2 separate regions of the Macaca mulatta genome follow, and region 2 is linked to region 1. The links are chromatin contacts, called in public Hi-C maps. All regions are on one chromosome and are shown on one strand. Each heading gives the region's core, a stretch centred on a gene start, on an enhancer-like site or on the middle of the called end of the contact. The rest is flanking DNA. Distances are from core to core; before and after follow the strand shown. Region 1 overlaps MAPKAPK2 (MAPK activated protein kinase 2). Region 2 overlaps IL19 (interleukin 19).

The links. A called contact is a pair of places that touch in the nucleus more often than the background predicts.
Region 2: a contact with region 1 is called in a Hi-C map of blood, with 4 times the contacts expected there. The contact joins two enhancer-like sites. A contact is called at or near these places in 4 of 14 Hi-C or Micro-C datasets (CD4 T cells, blood, cortical neurons and 1 more).

The regions. Positions count from the first base shown.
Region 1 is chr1:64,471,581-64,478,990 of T2T-MMU8v2.0, reverse strand. It overlaps MAPKAPK2 (MAPK activated protein kinase 2), which reads right to left. Exons shown (of 10, transcript XM_078004832.1): 2 at 5,605-5,744; 3 at 5,355-5,419; 4 at 4,980-5,059; 5 at 4,307-4,433; 6 at 3,643-3,718; 7 at 3,144-3,268; 8 at 2,675-2,760; 9 at 2,481-2,561; 10 at 113-2,362. The coding sequence ends at 2,309. Among named protein-coding and RNA genes, the nearest start is that of IL19, 43 kb to the left of the region's middle. Within about 2 kb of position 3,645, at least 6 of the 40 cell types and tissues checked have an H3K27ac peak or open chromatin away from gene starts, as enhancers often do. A contact at or near this core is called in blood, where this site is marked.
Region 2 is chr1:64,547,527-64,554,936 of T2T-MMU8v2.0, reverse strand. The region is part of intron 2 of IL19 (interleukin 19); the gene reads right to left. Among named protein-coding and RNA genes, the nearest start is that of IL10, 31 kb to the right of the region's middle. Within about 2 kb of position 3,041, at least 6 of the 40 cell types and tissues checked have an H3K27ac peak or open chromatin away from gene starts, as enhancers often do. A contact at or near this core is called in blood, where this site is marked.

The DNA of each region.
Region 1 (7,410 bases), core at 2,396-4,895:
CTCTCCCAGGACCCCCAACCCACACCCCCACCACCCAACAAAACCCCTCTGCACGCAGAGGCATTGGGGGCTAGCGCCTGAGCCCCAGGAAGAAAGAGAAAGAAAAACTCTCAACTATTAAATCTGTTTAGTAAAGACAATTTCGCTCATACAAAACAACAGTTTACAACAATCGAGTGCTGGACACACCGTCTGAGACAAGGGAGGCGCTGCAGGCACCCAGCACCTTCCCCGGTGCACAAAGGCAACCCTGGGTGCCCCTCCACCACCTGCCCCTGAGGGAGAGGAAAGGTGAAGTATTCCTGCCACCTCTCCCTCCAAGGGAAGGGGGAGTGGGGGGCCATGGCACAGAGAGCCTACCCCAGCTGCTCCTCAACTGTGCTGGGGGAGGCCCCTCCCTTCACCGGCCCCGAAGCTGAGTTGTTTGGGGTGATGGCAAATGGCTGATGGGCAAGGGGGCAAAGTCGGGACATCTTTGGTGCAAAGACTCCCCCTGACCCACCAGGCCACACAATGGAAATCTGAGGGAAGACCTCAAAAATGGCCCTGCCTTTGCCCACAAGGGGTAGCTGGCTGATGCCCCAGAACCCAGGAGAAACACAGGAAATGCAAAAGCTTTGTCAACAGAAGCTGCCCAGGCTCACCCACATGAGCTGGGCGGCAGCCCATGGAGAAATGGCTAAAAATTTAAGGAAAATAAACAAAAATGGGTTAATAAATGGCAAGAAGGGGAAGTAGAGAGGTCATTCAGTAGATGAGTGCCTCAGAGGACCTAGGACCAGCACTAAGTGGGGGGAAGGGGGCCCTGGGGCTGGGGGTCCAGTCTTCCTGATCGCTGTGCCAGTGCCCGGTCACTCCTCTCTGCCTCCCGGAACCCAGCGAACAGAGACAGGCCACAGAGGGCCTGGTTCAGAATTTGGATGGGCTTCCCAGGCACTTTGGCAGGCTCAGTATGGGCAGGGCAGACCCAAGAAGGGAGAAGGTTCCTAAGCCCCAGCAGGGCCGTCTCCCTCTGCAGCCCTGCCTGCCCCTGGCCCCTCAAATGCACGATCCCAGGCACAGATCTGCGCACTCGTACACACGTGTGCACACACACACACACTCACTCCTTTTTGTCTGGCACACTGGAGATGTCTGAGGGCTCCGAGAGAGGAGGTGCATGGCATCCTCCTCCAAGGTGGCCTTGAGCTCCCAGAACGCCTGAGCCAGTGGGGACGACCCCAGGCTGTTGTGGAGAAAACAGGGAGGGCAGATGGGACAACACAGGGACAATCCCTATGACAGTTTCCACAAATACCCTCTAACAAACCACAAGCCTTTGCAGTATCCAGAGAGGAAGGCGTCTGGTGGAGAGGAGGAGTGGGGCAAGGACAACAAAAGAGGTTTCATAAAAACTCTAAGTCAAATTACTGATAAAATTGCAAAATGAGCACAGGTTCAAGAGCACCTTGCTCACTTCTCTCCATAGCCTCCCAACCTCCCAACCTCTCCCACTCTGGGGTGGCCAGAGCCAAGGCAGAATTCAGCCACTGACACAGTTCCAGGCTCCATGCAGCTGAGGAGAGGCGGCGGATGTGGACAGTTCCGTGTCTCTTCGTTTAAAAAATATATTCCTGTAGAGAGTTATTGCTTGTCCTCCCGCGGGCAGGAGGGCGCGGTGGCTCAGTGGGCCAGGGCCGCAGCCTCCAGGGCCCGAGCTTTCTTCCGCCTCTTCAGCAGCAGAGGGTTGGACGCATCCTCAATCTTTTTTATCTTGATCTGCTCGTAGTCGACGCGCATTGTGGCCAAGGCACTGGTCATCTCCTCCTGGGGGCACAGCAGCACCAGGAAAGGTACAGAGAGAGCCAGAAGACAGGAAGGAGAGACAGCAGAAGAGATGTAAGAGCAGAAGAGAGACGTGAGAGACAGAGACAAGAGCAGGGTGAGGGCGGCAGGGGTGGGAGCACAGAGAGAAGACGGGCTGCTTAGTGGTCCACGCTGACAACGGCAGCCTCACCCCAGCACTGAGCAGCAGAGAGCTTGGCTACAGCACTGCTGCTGTTCCCTGAGAGCCCCCCAGTGACCCCGCAGGAAAGGAGGAAGAGCCCCGGGCCAGGAGTCAGGAAACCTGGGTCCGGTCTGCCCCAACCAGTCACCAGCTGCGTGACCTTGAGCAGACTGCCTGTCCCCCTGCTCTGGGGCCTCAGTTTCTCTTCTGCAAAATGAGAACATTATACCAGATGGTCTTTAAGGTCCCGTTAGAGACCCAGGGAGTAAAGGGATTCTAAGAAACAGTCCTGAGTTTGGACAGGAACACAGAATTCTCTGTTCACAACCTAGTCAGCCAAGTGGCCTGGTTGCTGTTCTTGTAATGAAGACACCCCTGGGATGAAAGAGGCAGAATCAAGCTCTCCCCTACCAGCACCATGCCTCACACCTGGGCAATCCCTGCAAGCCGCCCACCCCACCCGGAGCCCCTCTCGCCCAGTGGTGCCCCTCACCTTGACATCCTCCCACCGCTCCTTGTCCTCCTTCAGGACCCGGCTGGTGTGCAGTGGGGTTTGAGGGACCTTCGTCGATTGCTGAGAAGACAGAAAAGGGGTCCGAGTGAAAGCCTGGGGTGGGCAGGGTCCTAAGACTCTGTCCCGTGGAATAGTCACGTGGGACCCAAGGTTCCCCAGTCTGCCGAGCTTACCATGATCCAGGGGTGGTTCATAAACTCGGTGATGGTCATTCTCTGGGTGGGCTCTGTTTTCAGCAGGTTCCGAATGAGCATCTTCACTGTGGGATGGGGCAGGGGGCAGCGACAGCTCAGGGGCCACTCTCGCTGGCCTGCTCCTTTCCCCAGTTTTCATGGGGAAACCAGATTCAAAGAGGGGTTGCATGGAGGCAGGCTGCCTGAACAACTAGCCCCAAGGACCACGACGGCTCTACCACTTGATAGGCCCTGCCCAGCCCCACAGCCTCGGCCCTGCCACTGGCCCTCCACACAGGCAAAATGAGGCAGGACGCACCCCGCAGGCATGGGCACAGGTGTTAACCCACAGTTACACCAGGCACATGAGATGGAGGCCCATACGTGTGTCTGTGTGTACACACACACACACACACACACACACACACACAGAGGCTCTTCCCCTTGTCCTGAAAGCCTGGGTTCTTACCTTCCTCTGATACTTCTGACCATTCTGGGTTGGGAAATTCATACTGGCCCATTCGGATGCGAGTCTTCATGCCCGGAGAGATGGCAAGGCCGTGGTTGGAGTAGAAGGGGGGATACCCACACAGCCTGCATCAACAGAAGGAAGGAAGTGGGAGACACAACAGCTGTCACTTAGGGGCCCTGCACCAGGAACAGGATGAGAAACAGGCTCTTCTCCTTGTAAAGGTCACAGAGAAATCAGGGCTCATTGACACAAGCACAACATACAAAGCCAAGGACGGGGCCCGGGAATCCAGCATAGCAAGTATCTAAGGCGCACACTTTCCAGTCCATGAGCTGGTTTACACCCGCCACTTAGCTATCGGAACTGAGAGAAGGGGCACGCAGGGGACCTCCCCTGTAGAAAGAGGAATCTAACATCTGCCTCTTCCTCTTGTCCTGGAGAAGTACTGGCCGCCCTGACTCCCTGCCCCACCCAGCGCCCTCCCCAGCACACTCACAGGATGTACATGATGACACCCAGGGACCACATGTCACAGGACTTGTCATACTTCTCTGGACCCAGCACTTCTGGAGCTGCAAACCAAAGGTCAACATGGGTGGGCCAGCCCTCAGAATCCTGTGATCCACTCAGTTTCTCTGTGAAAGATGCTCCCCATCCCAACTTTCAGCCTATCATGAGGTGGCAGCAGCTGGGGTGCAGAAGGAAGAGCTGAAGCCCAGCCCAGGGACTGGAACAGAATACCCTCCTCCACGAGAAACCCTGGAACTAGGATCTTAAGATTTTAAAGATCCTGAACTGCATGAGACTTTCAGACCTATGCCATCCATGTAATTTCACAGATGCTCTGAACATGCTTTGAAAGCTTTTTCCATGCCAATCAGCTGAGGCTCCAGAACAAGACCTGGGTCCAGATTCCACTGAGAATCTGATGGAAACCATGGCTCTTCTCAGAAAGATCCCAGCAGATCCTTTCTTACAATTCCTCCACTGTAGCTTCGCTCTGACAAGCCCAACTTCTCAGCAGGTCCCAGCAGAACCAGCACCAGAAGGGGCCATAGACACAACTCTCCTAGGATTTGCGGCGCCCCCCGACAATCAAGAGGAGGGGCTGAGAAAAGTTCTGGGAAAAGACTAGGTCCCTGGGCCCCCTGGGGACTTACCCACATAGTATGGCGTATAACAAGGAGTGGTCAAAGAGTTGTGGCTGGTGGTTTCCTTGGCAAAGCCAAAGTCAGTGAGTTTCAGGATGGCGTTGGGCCTTTTGGAGGTGTATAAGAGATTCTCAGGCTACAGAAAGAGAGACAGAAAAATAGCAACCCTGCTGGACCTGGGAGGGGCTATCAGAAACAAAAGGGTGCTGGTTCCTTCCTTCCTCTGCTCATCCAGCAACCATTTGCCTATCCCGGGCACTGCCCACCACAAGAAGTGGCAGCTCTCTGCGGGTGTCTGCCCAGCCCATGCACTGCCCACTACAAGGAGTGGCAGCTCTCTATGGGCAAGTGCCTGCCTCTGCAGGGTTTCCAGAGTGCCTGGAGATAAGAGAGTGACACACAGAACCCACAGTAAACACCACAGGGACAGAGAAACCAACAGTGTGACTGGGGGGTTCTGCCTGAGGAGAACCACAGGGCTGAGTGGGGTCAGAGAATGCTTCACTACTGGGTTTATGAGTTTGCCCATGGGCAGAGAGGGCAAGGCCCTACAGGGCAGAGAATGGCATGCTCAGGAACCAGGCAGCAAGGACGTCGGGTGGCCTGGCAACCATCCCTGGGGTGGCCAGGCCCCCCTGTTGCCCCCACAGCACTCGGGCTTAGGGCTGTGAACAGTTGGCACCTTGACATCCCGATGGGCAATGTTGATTGAGTGCAGATACTGGATGGCCTCACCGATGCTCTTCATGATTTCGGATGCCTCTGTAGAAGGGAGGGAAGAGAGAGTGGGAAGGAAAGTCACAAGGACATGTCATTAGGCTTGAAAACCCAGTGCACCAGTCCCACCTCTGTGTAGCCTGAGGCTCCCCACAGCCACCACCCACCCCAGAAACAAAGCCACCAGGAGCTGCGCTGGTCAGCTGAGGCAGCCCTTGCAGTGTGCTGGAGGGGACAGCAGCCTCAACACCCTTCCCCAAGAGCAGGCACTGCAGAGGCCCCCTTCACACCCCCACTGCCCTGCCTGCCTGCACCTGTTCCCACAACAGACCCTTTCTACCTCTTTCTGTGAACGCCTGGTCTCCTCGGTCCTGGATTCGGCTAAAGAGTTCTCCACCGTCCAAACTGAAATGAAGCCACAGTGAGATCCAGAGAACACAACAGCCCACCGCCACTCTCTACTGACCCCCCAAAAATCAAGTGTTTACATTTCAGGCTTCAGGCCCATCCCTGGGCTGTTCTCAGAGGGCAACGTGCCTGAGTGAGGAGAGGGGACAGGCTGGGCCGGGACCCGAACAGTGGCTGCTTACCATTCCATGACAATCAGCAGGCACTTCCTCCCTGCGTACAGATTCTCGTACACATCCACGATCCGTACGATGTGCGGGCACTGGGAGGCCCGCCAGTGCAGCTCCACCTCCCTGCGGGCCTTGGGGCAGTCCTGAAGCATCTGCAGGCCAAACAGCTTCCTGAGTGACTGCGCTATCACATGGCCCTGCTCTAAGCCCCCGGCCCGCATGCCCTGACATTGCCACCGACACACCACAAACCCCCCACTCCTGCTGGCCCTTCCTACCAGCCCCCCTGGCACATTTCCTGAGGCCTCTGCATTTCCTTATCTGCTCTATATGAAATCTCACGATGACTCTTTTGGGGCCTTGACAGCTACACTGAGATCAGCCCTCGGGCCATTCAGTCCAGCTTAGGCCTGTCTCCAGCTTAGGCCATGAAGTCTACTCTAGAAGGCAAACAGCACTCAGGTACTGGGAAGCAGGGGGTGAAGGGGCTTCAGGAAGAAAGGCCGACTGAGAAAAACCAATACAGTATGGGAAAGGGGGCTAGAGAGAACAGAGACTCCAGAGTCCAGAGGAAAAGGCACCTCCTCAATTACTCAGACCCAGCACAACAAATCCAGAATAATGTTCTCTCTACCTCTGTGGCTGACTTCAACCAGGCAACAGATGGCCTTGGAAGTCAGCTAGATGCCGATTTGAATCCAGTTATTACTAGATTTCCAAGCCTGAGCAAGTTACTTAACTCACTGAACCTCATTGATACCCCTTCTCCCTGGACAAGTTGGCTGGGGGTATTAAAGAAGGCTGGCTTCTCACCAGCCTCAGGGGTTCAATCTTGACTTGTCTAAGCCAGTCTCATTAATTCCAGTCCCTTTGCTAGTGACTGGCTTGGGAACGAGCCTACAACCCAACTGGCCAAGAACCTTGTAAGAAATCTGCTAAGAGGCTTCTTAAAGGGAGCACAAGAAACCTACATCTCTCTCCTGTATATGGCACCTGGGACCATGACAGTCACATCATTACCAGTAAGGGGGGCCTAAGAGGATAAACCAATGCACCAAGGAAGGCAACCAGGAGAGATGGCAACTACCTGGATCCTTGCTGACATCACCAGGGATCCCTCAGGACTTATTTTTGACAAGATAATAAACTCTTCTTACTGTTTAAGCTGCTTTTCGTGAAATTTTTTATTGCCTGGAGCCAAAATCATCCTGATCTACCCTTCCTTTGTAAAGTGGGGATGGATAATGGCTTCTGTTTCACATATTTGTTGTGAGGATTAAGTGAAATATTTCCACAAAGCACCTCACAGAGTGTCTGACATATATGCTCACTAATAGCTGTCATTTTTATCACCAATTGTCTGCTAAGTGCAAGCACAGGTGCCAAAATAATTCAGACAACGACACTCATAGATTTAGCATCTTCATGGGAAGTCAAGAAGAGCCCTATATGGTCTACACTCCAGCTGCTTTGGACATTCAGAGGGCTGGGGTGTCCAAGAGACAGGCTGGGAAGGAAATGGACAGGCAGAGGGAAGGCATGCAGGCAGAGGGGAATGTGGCAAGCAGGTGCTGACTGACTGAGATGGAGTGGAGCTGGGGTGATACAGCAGGGAGGCCTAAGAACCTGCTAGAAAGTGTCTGAAGCTTGCAAATAAGATCAGATGGCCACGATGGAGCCAGCTTGCAGGGGGCAGGGAAGGGCAAATGAGCATTTCCAACAAGAAAGCTGGCATACATTCATGCTATGGCCCATGGTATGTTGGGTTTTTCCTAACTGTACATTTGCCATTTTACAGGATGAGGAAGCTGAGGCTCA
Region 2 (7,410 bases), core at 1,792-4,291, 77 kb before region 1:
ATGCTTGACTTTTTTTCTCCCTGCCTACTTATTTATAGAGTTTTTGTAATATTTTAGATATAAAAGTTCTACCTGGATAGATTTGAGAGTAGTAGCTCTTTTCTATCTGCCCAATGTGATGTTATTTAGCCTACCTAACATTCATTCCCCTTTCTTCTGAAATTAGCAACCCCATTTTCCTCTGGTGATTTCTCCCTTATTTGCAGTCCATATGACAAAGCTGACCCATCCTCTCATCCCAGGAGTGGGTGTGTGCTGCCAGTGAAATTAAGGCAACAATCCTTCTCAATTGCATAGATTGATTCAAGGGTGAGTACATGACCCAAGCCAAGCCAATCAAAATCAATGAGGATTAACCCAAGGTTAATGGCACATGTATTAGGACTCTCTTTTCCACTGGGATTGGTAAACTGGGAGAATGTAAGTCTGGAGATACTGAATGTCACCCTACAGGGACAACCCTCCCAAGAATGACGGCAACCCAGAGAAAAGCAAGAGCAGCAGGGATGAATTCCTAGTGAACCCTTGGACTTCGTTAAGTGAACCAGCAAAATTCCTTTTTTGTTTAAGCCAGTTTAAACTGACCCTGACACAAGCCAGACTCCTGATGAATACAGTAAGCACATTCAGTTTTTAAAATAAGATTTTACTTAAAGCCATTATATTTTCTACATATGGCTTCTGCTCCAAAAGAGTCTGTTCATTATTTTTAGGAACTCCTGTTATATGTAGGTTAGCTCTTTGATATCTCTATTTCATGTTTACTCTATTCTTTCATTTTCATTTCTTTATCTTTTGCTTTTGTGTTCTAGGAAATTTATCTTTAGTTTGCCTTTTACTCATTGTTTCAGTTTTCTGCAGTGTCCATTTGTAAGCTATGACTTGCATTTTGGACTTTAATTCAATAACTGTATTTTCCAGCCTGATAAAATATTTCTTCCATTTGGATTGTTTCCTTTTTATAATGGCTTGCTCTAGTCACACACATGTAAATTGTTTTAGCATCTAGCATATGGCATTCTTTGATAAACAGAAAAAAGTGAATGACGTTATTATTCATTTTTCAGGTCAATGATTTTCCTGATTCTATCACTTAACTCCCCTTAACCTGCTTTGTCTTTATAGCCTCTACCACCTGGTATATATTTGTATCAAGACCTAGAGCAGTGGCTGCACAAGTTGGCACTAAAATCTATTTATTGGACGTGTAAATGGATCAGTACAGATGTGTTTTCACTCTTAATTTGCTCAAAGTCCCATTGAGAAGGTAAAACTAGCACAAAAAAGTAAATAACCATCCCAGGCAGCTGAGAGCTATCAGAAATACATACATGATTAATAGCCAAATAAATTGTGCCGATACAGGTGTGTACTCTAGAATCAGAGCCAGGGATGCAGACAGCAGGAGATCATTTCGTGCCTGAATGATCAGAACAGTGTCCACAGAGGATCCAAGGACTGATGGGAACTTCGAAGAAGGGTATGATTTAGAAAGGAAGGAGTCTGGTAGATTCTTCTAAAGAGCATTTCTCTGGGATTCAGATAATTTCACACATGCAGTTAGCTCTCATTCTATCCCTGAAAGATACAGCTACTCTTCCTATAAGGTAAGAGAATTTCAGGCTCGAACAGAGAATTTTAGATTGAAAAATCCAAGCCCATTTTCTATTCCTCCAACCCCAAACAAAGGTGTGGAAAGCAGTTGAGGAAACAGGTTGAGATGAGTTTCACTGAAGTCTCACTCTCCTGCATCTCTGTTTGATCCCTGGGTCATTCTCTCAGGCATCTCTGGTTGGAAACACTTTCAAACCCCAAATCTCATCCTTATTGGGTTTGCATTGTGCTTAGAAAGATGCTGACACCAATAAAAGCTTGTTGCTTAAAGACACAGCCTATGACTCACACAATGCACACTTTATACACCCTAATTGCTTCCATCTCTAGTAACTTTCAGCTTCTCATTACCTAAATTATTTCATTGCACTCAACCTGGGGGTTATCGTCATATAGGGAATCAAAGGAGGTGCCAGAAACAGATAAAAATCAAGAAAACAACCATTTGAAAAGGTTATCATCGGCATCAGGGAATGTCCGTGTTGGAAAGGATCTCCAGGTTCATTAGCCCCTGCTCCCAGCACAGGAACTCTCTTTGTTATGACTCGGACAGATGTTATCCAATTTTGCTTCACAACTTTCAAGGCCTGGGTGCCACATTCTGCAGCTGTCATCTGCAGACTTGACAGGCAGGTGAATGTGGCAAGCAACCCATATTTAAATATAGTTGAAGCCCTCCTGGAATTTACACAGCTACATCTTTCCCTGAACTGCCCTGCAAGAAGCATGAGAGAGGAAGCTCTTCTGAGCCTCATGCCATGTCATAGAGAGCAAGAAAGGGAAGGGAAGAGACATGGCAAAGAGAGAAAGGATGACTTAATATTGTAGTGTTCAAGCTGGAATAATTTTCACTCCCACCTTACTGGAGTGCTTTCGAACTGCTATTTCCTGGAGCAATGCCAGATTAGTTATTCCAGAATTCCCGGGGACTTTGCACAGAGTCCCAGACCCCATCCCTAAGAGATGAATTTGGTACATCTGGGATGAGGCCTGGGCATCTCTATTTGTTAAAGCTTCCGATTATTTTGAAGTGCAGTCAGGTTGAAAGTCACTTTATTAGAGGGCTCTGGACTAGGTCACCCCATTCCTGGTGGTTGAAAAACCTCATGCAAGCAGATCACTCCTATGTCCTCTGGCAGTTTTCTGTAAGCATGTTTTTGTGTTGCTGAAGGCAGCCCCATCAGCCCCTGGGGGAATAATCCTTTCTTGTTCTCTCCCGCCATGCCCTACAGGATCACCTGAGGCCTGTGTCTGGGCCTCTTTACTGCAGCACAGCATCCAGCTTGTACTCTTTGTTGTGGGCTGGCCAAGATGCTGACAGGAACAAAAATGACTTGTTTTTGAGAGTAAAGATACAAGCTTTGACTGAGATGACGCACACATGTTCATGGAGGGAGACTCTCACATCCGACCTACCTTCTTCCGTCCACAGAGAGTCACGTTGCTACTCTAACCACATCACTAATTCCGAAAGATGGGGACTCCTACACAGGGCCTGAGGTCAATGCCTCTGATTAGGGCAAGGAACTGGAAGGCGTCCAACCCCAACTTCCTGGCACTTCAAGTTCTCTCAGCAGCGATAGAGAAAGCCCATGGATGTAACTGCATTACCGAAGGCAAGACCCTCAATGTGTAGACTCTCTGCGGTGCTGGTTTTAAAAAGGCAAACTCTCAAGCCCCACAAAAAGACGTTTTGAAGATCAGAGTGAGGACAGGATCCACCTTTTGAGCAAGCAGGACTAGGGAATTCTGAGTAAGGCTAGTATTTGAACTTTACCCATTTGGGACTGAACCTCAAAGGAAAAAAGGGATCTGGAGAAGGAAATGACATCCCCTCTGCCCTTCCAGGGCCACTGCTGCATCTGTTCTTGAGATATTGGCCAGGCCCCTTATTTTTCTGACATTCCCCTTGCTTTCCTGTCCCCTCATCTTCCTTAACAGGCCTTCTTATCTGCCAGAAGATTGGTCTTTCTTTAAGGCTAGCAGTTAGCCTTGCTTGGGGATCCAATTCTATACATGTGGGCATAGAGGACAGAGCAAGAAGACAGGGCAAGTGGGCAGAACTGTACAGGGAAGGGAGGGACAGTGTTGGAAGTGAAGCCCAGGCTTGGAACTTGCCCATGGCAAAAAAAAAAAAAGGAAAATTTATACCTCCAATATGTCACCAGGGATTCAAATTAAGTTATGACTCACAACTTACCCATGAAGCTCTTTCCCAATTAGTCTGGGTTGTGTCATCAAACTACCTGAATTTAAGTCATGGCTCCATCACTTATTGGCTGCGTGATCTTGGGAAAATTATTGAACTCTCTGACATTTAGTTTCCTTATCTGTAAAATAAGGGTAATCACTTGATAAAGGTGCTGTTCGTTTTGATGAGGTGATATATAAAAATGCTTAGTCCAGGTTTTGGCACATGGAAGGCAGAAAAAAAAAACACCCTAGATATTATGAATAATATAATTCTGCCATGTACACCTTTCCACACTTAACCTCCTCTCACAACCTACTCACTTACTCTAGGCACCAGGCAACCTGAATTACTAAGTGTTCTCTAGGGCCCCAATAAGCCATGGGTTTTAGAGTCTAATGGAATGGTCTAATCCCATCTCCATCACCAACTCATGAGCTGTGTGACCTTCCTGGGCCTCTGTTCCCTTATCTACGGATCAGTGCCAATACATCAAGTTTCTGCAAAGGCCTGGTGCATTCACTGATGCGCACAAGGAGCCCAGGACAGTGCTCAGAGCACCCTGTGCTACAGCCTCCCCTTCCCCTCCTTCCTTGCAGGCTCCCATGTTTGTCCGTGCCTTTCCACGGCAGTGCCTTTGTTCAAACTGTTTCTTCCACCAGGAATGTCCCTTCCCTTTTTCTGCTCATTGGAGTTCTTCCCAAAGCTACCTTCATCCTACCTCAACCCCAACAGTCAAGATACCCAGATAATCACCCTTCACTGACAAATAGAGTATGTACTAAGAGTCTGTGATGTGTCAGGCACTGTTGCTTATGACCAGGGATACAGAGATAATTAAGATGTAGTCCCCAAGAAATTCAGTCTACTTAACATAAGAACATAAGAACGATATGAACATAAGAACAAATAACTGTCCTCCAAGGAAGTGGGGGTAATAACAGAAGTGAATCAAAAGTGCAGGGACAGCACAGAAGAGGGAGCTCTTGGGTCTGACTCAGGTGGGATGGAGAAGCCTTTATAGAGACACAGACTTTTGACTGGAAGGATGAGTGATGTTGGACAGGCAGAGAAGGAGGAGTAGTAGTTTGTCTAAGACTGACCCAGAGCAGTAGAGGTCCGAGATAGGCAGGTGGGCCAACAGTGCTGGAGGCTGACCAGGAATGGGGAGGGCACAGAGACAGAGCTGTAAAGAGAAGAGGACCAGGTGCCAATGGCCTTGAGCCTGGCCAGGGAAAGGTCCAGGAAGTTGCCTCCATTCCACCCCTGCCTAGGCACATGGGGACAGTGGAGAGTAGATCTGTCATCTGTGAGGAACATTCCAGAGCAGGAGCAGTCCATGGAAATCCTTCATCTCTAGTCCCCCTCATATCATTGGCTAGAAGGCCATGGGCTACAGGCTTGTAATTCAAAGGACACAGGGGTGTAGAGGCAGACCCTTTTTTTTTTTTTTTTTTTTTGCTACAAATGGACAACTTTCTTTGATTTCTTAAATTCAATTGCAAAATTTAGAAAATCCCACTCCACTAAGGAGAGAGTGAAAGTTAGAAGATCCAGTGCTTTCTGAGGAAGGTTGCAATATGGGAGTGACAAATTTCACCAGAATCTCACCATCCAGCCATCTCCCTCCATGAACCAGAGGTCAATGACCTCAGGCAGGAGTAATGTCTCATCCTAAGGCCTTCTGGAATATGTTTCTGGCCAGAGGTAGCTGGTCTTCAGGCTGTGCCTGGTCCTGATGCCCAGCCAACATCATTGCCTTCCAGACCCCAGGGCAACTGGCAGTGTCTACTTACCCACTGCCTCCCAGACTTAGCATACAAGGCCAGGAGGGGCTGGGGCCAATTTCCCCATTCTTTTCCCTGTATTTTTTGTGTTCCAGATATACTAAATGTCTCACCTTCCTCCAGACACAGCAGCTCTTTCACAATGCCTAAAATCTTTTTCCAGATAAATGATTTGATCTGGAAGGGCTTGATCACCATCATTCCTATCTCCTTTCCCCATCCCAGTTCCCTAAACACACATACACTCACATACTCAACTCTCACTCTTCCTGGCAAACTCCTATTCACCCTTCAAGTTCAGTCACGTGTCACCGTTCTTAGCAAAACCTCCCTTGACCACACCCTCCTCCTCCGGGTGGTAAATCACTCTCTCTTTGGGGTCTTACAGCACTTCTTCCCCAACCCTTAACTAATAATACTGTCATGTTGCACAGCAATATATCTGACCAGTCATCTGTGACTGTCCCCCAAATCCTACTACCTCTACCCTGCCCCCAGGGAGACAACTCCTCCAGGGCAGTGCTGGAGACTTACACATCTCTATCCTTGGCACCCAGCTGAAAGCCTAGTTTAGAGGAAACACTGTTGACTGATTGATGGTCTTCACCACTACACTGGAAGCTCAATGGGGTATGGACTTTGTCTTGTTCAGCGTTGTGTCCTCAGCAGTCTGGTATGTAGAAGGCACTCAATAAAAATTGGTTGAATTAATTGCATTTAATCAAGCCAGGACAATTCAGTGAAATGAAACACTTGCCCAAGTTGCTTAAGTTCCTGAAAATTGATTTATCTGAAAGTTATCAATGACTCTGGATAATTATTAAATATATCCTTTTTTGTACAAGCTGTGAAATATGTGAAGATAAACAAACTTGCTTATAGATAGGTGGGAGAGGGGATGAGATGTTTATAAAAATAATAGTAACACAAAATAGAAAGCAATACATGCCAAGAAGAGAAAGTGCTGTGGGGATTCAGGAGAGAGGGCACTTCTTCCATAGGATTGATCAGGAGTCTTCACAGAGGACAAGCCATTTAACTTGGGTCACCATTGATTATGTTTTCCACCCTGAACTCGGTCCACTGGCAGCCATGTGACCCTGGTCTCCTGGCTACAGCTGATTAGAAAGTGGACAACTGACCTAAGCTGAGCTGTTAGTCTCTGTCTCCCAGTAATTTGGTCTTGGGACTTTAGAGCACTAGTCAGTCTTGGCTGGTCCCTTGAATTAAAGACTGGTAGCCTCTAGAGCTGTGTAGTTGCAATCCTCTGCAAACTGCTAAGAGATGCAGAGAAAGCTGCCAAGGAAAACAGAAAGGAGTGACCATGTGGCCTCAGAGAGCGAGAAGCTGAGTCCTGGATTTCTGATGACTTCTACTCCTGGTTCCAATCCCTTTGTGTCCTGCAGCAGCTTCCATCCCATGGATATTCCGAGACACCCCAGGCTCGTTACTATAAATTCCCCCTTTTTACTACAGCTCACTGGACTGTACCATTGCAGTTAGCAACCTTGGTGAAGACTCTTGTTGGTGTGAAGAAATGGGCCATGATCAGTATGGGAGCTGATAGGGAAGGGGTATGCAGATATGGTTTATTTGTCTTCCTTTCCACCCTACACTCCCTCACTCACCCTCAGCATCTCCAGTCTGGTGACCCCTCTATCTCCCCTAAACCTGGCCAGCAGTCTGTCAATAAGGAACCTTATGACAGACAAAGGCAGTCCTGTCGGTTCATAGGTGTCTGGAAGCCCAGTCTTCCAGATCCTTGAAATAAATTGGATATCTGTAGTCCCAAAGAATGGCTCCACATCCATGGTCCCT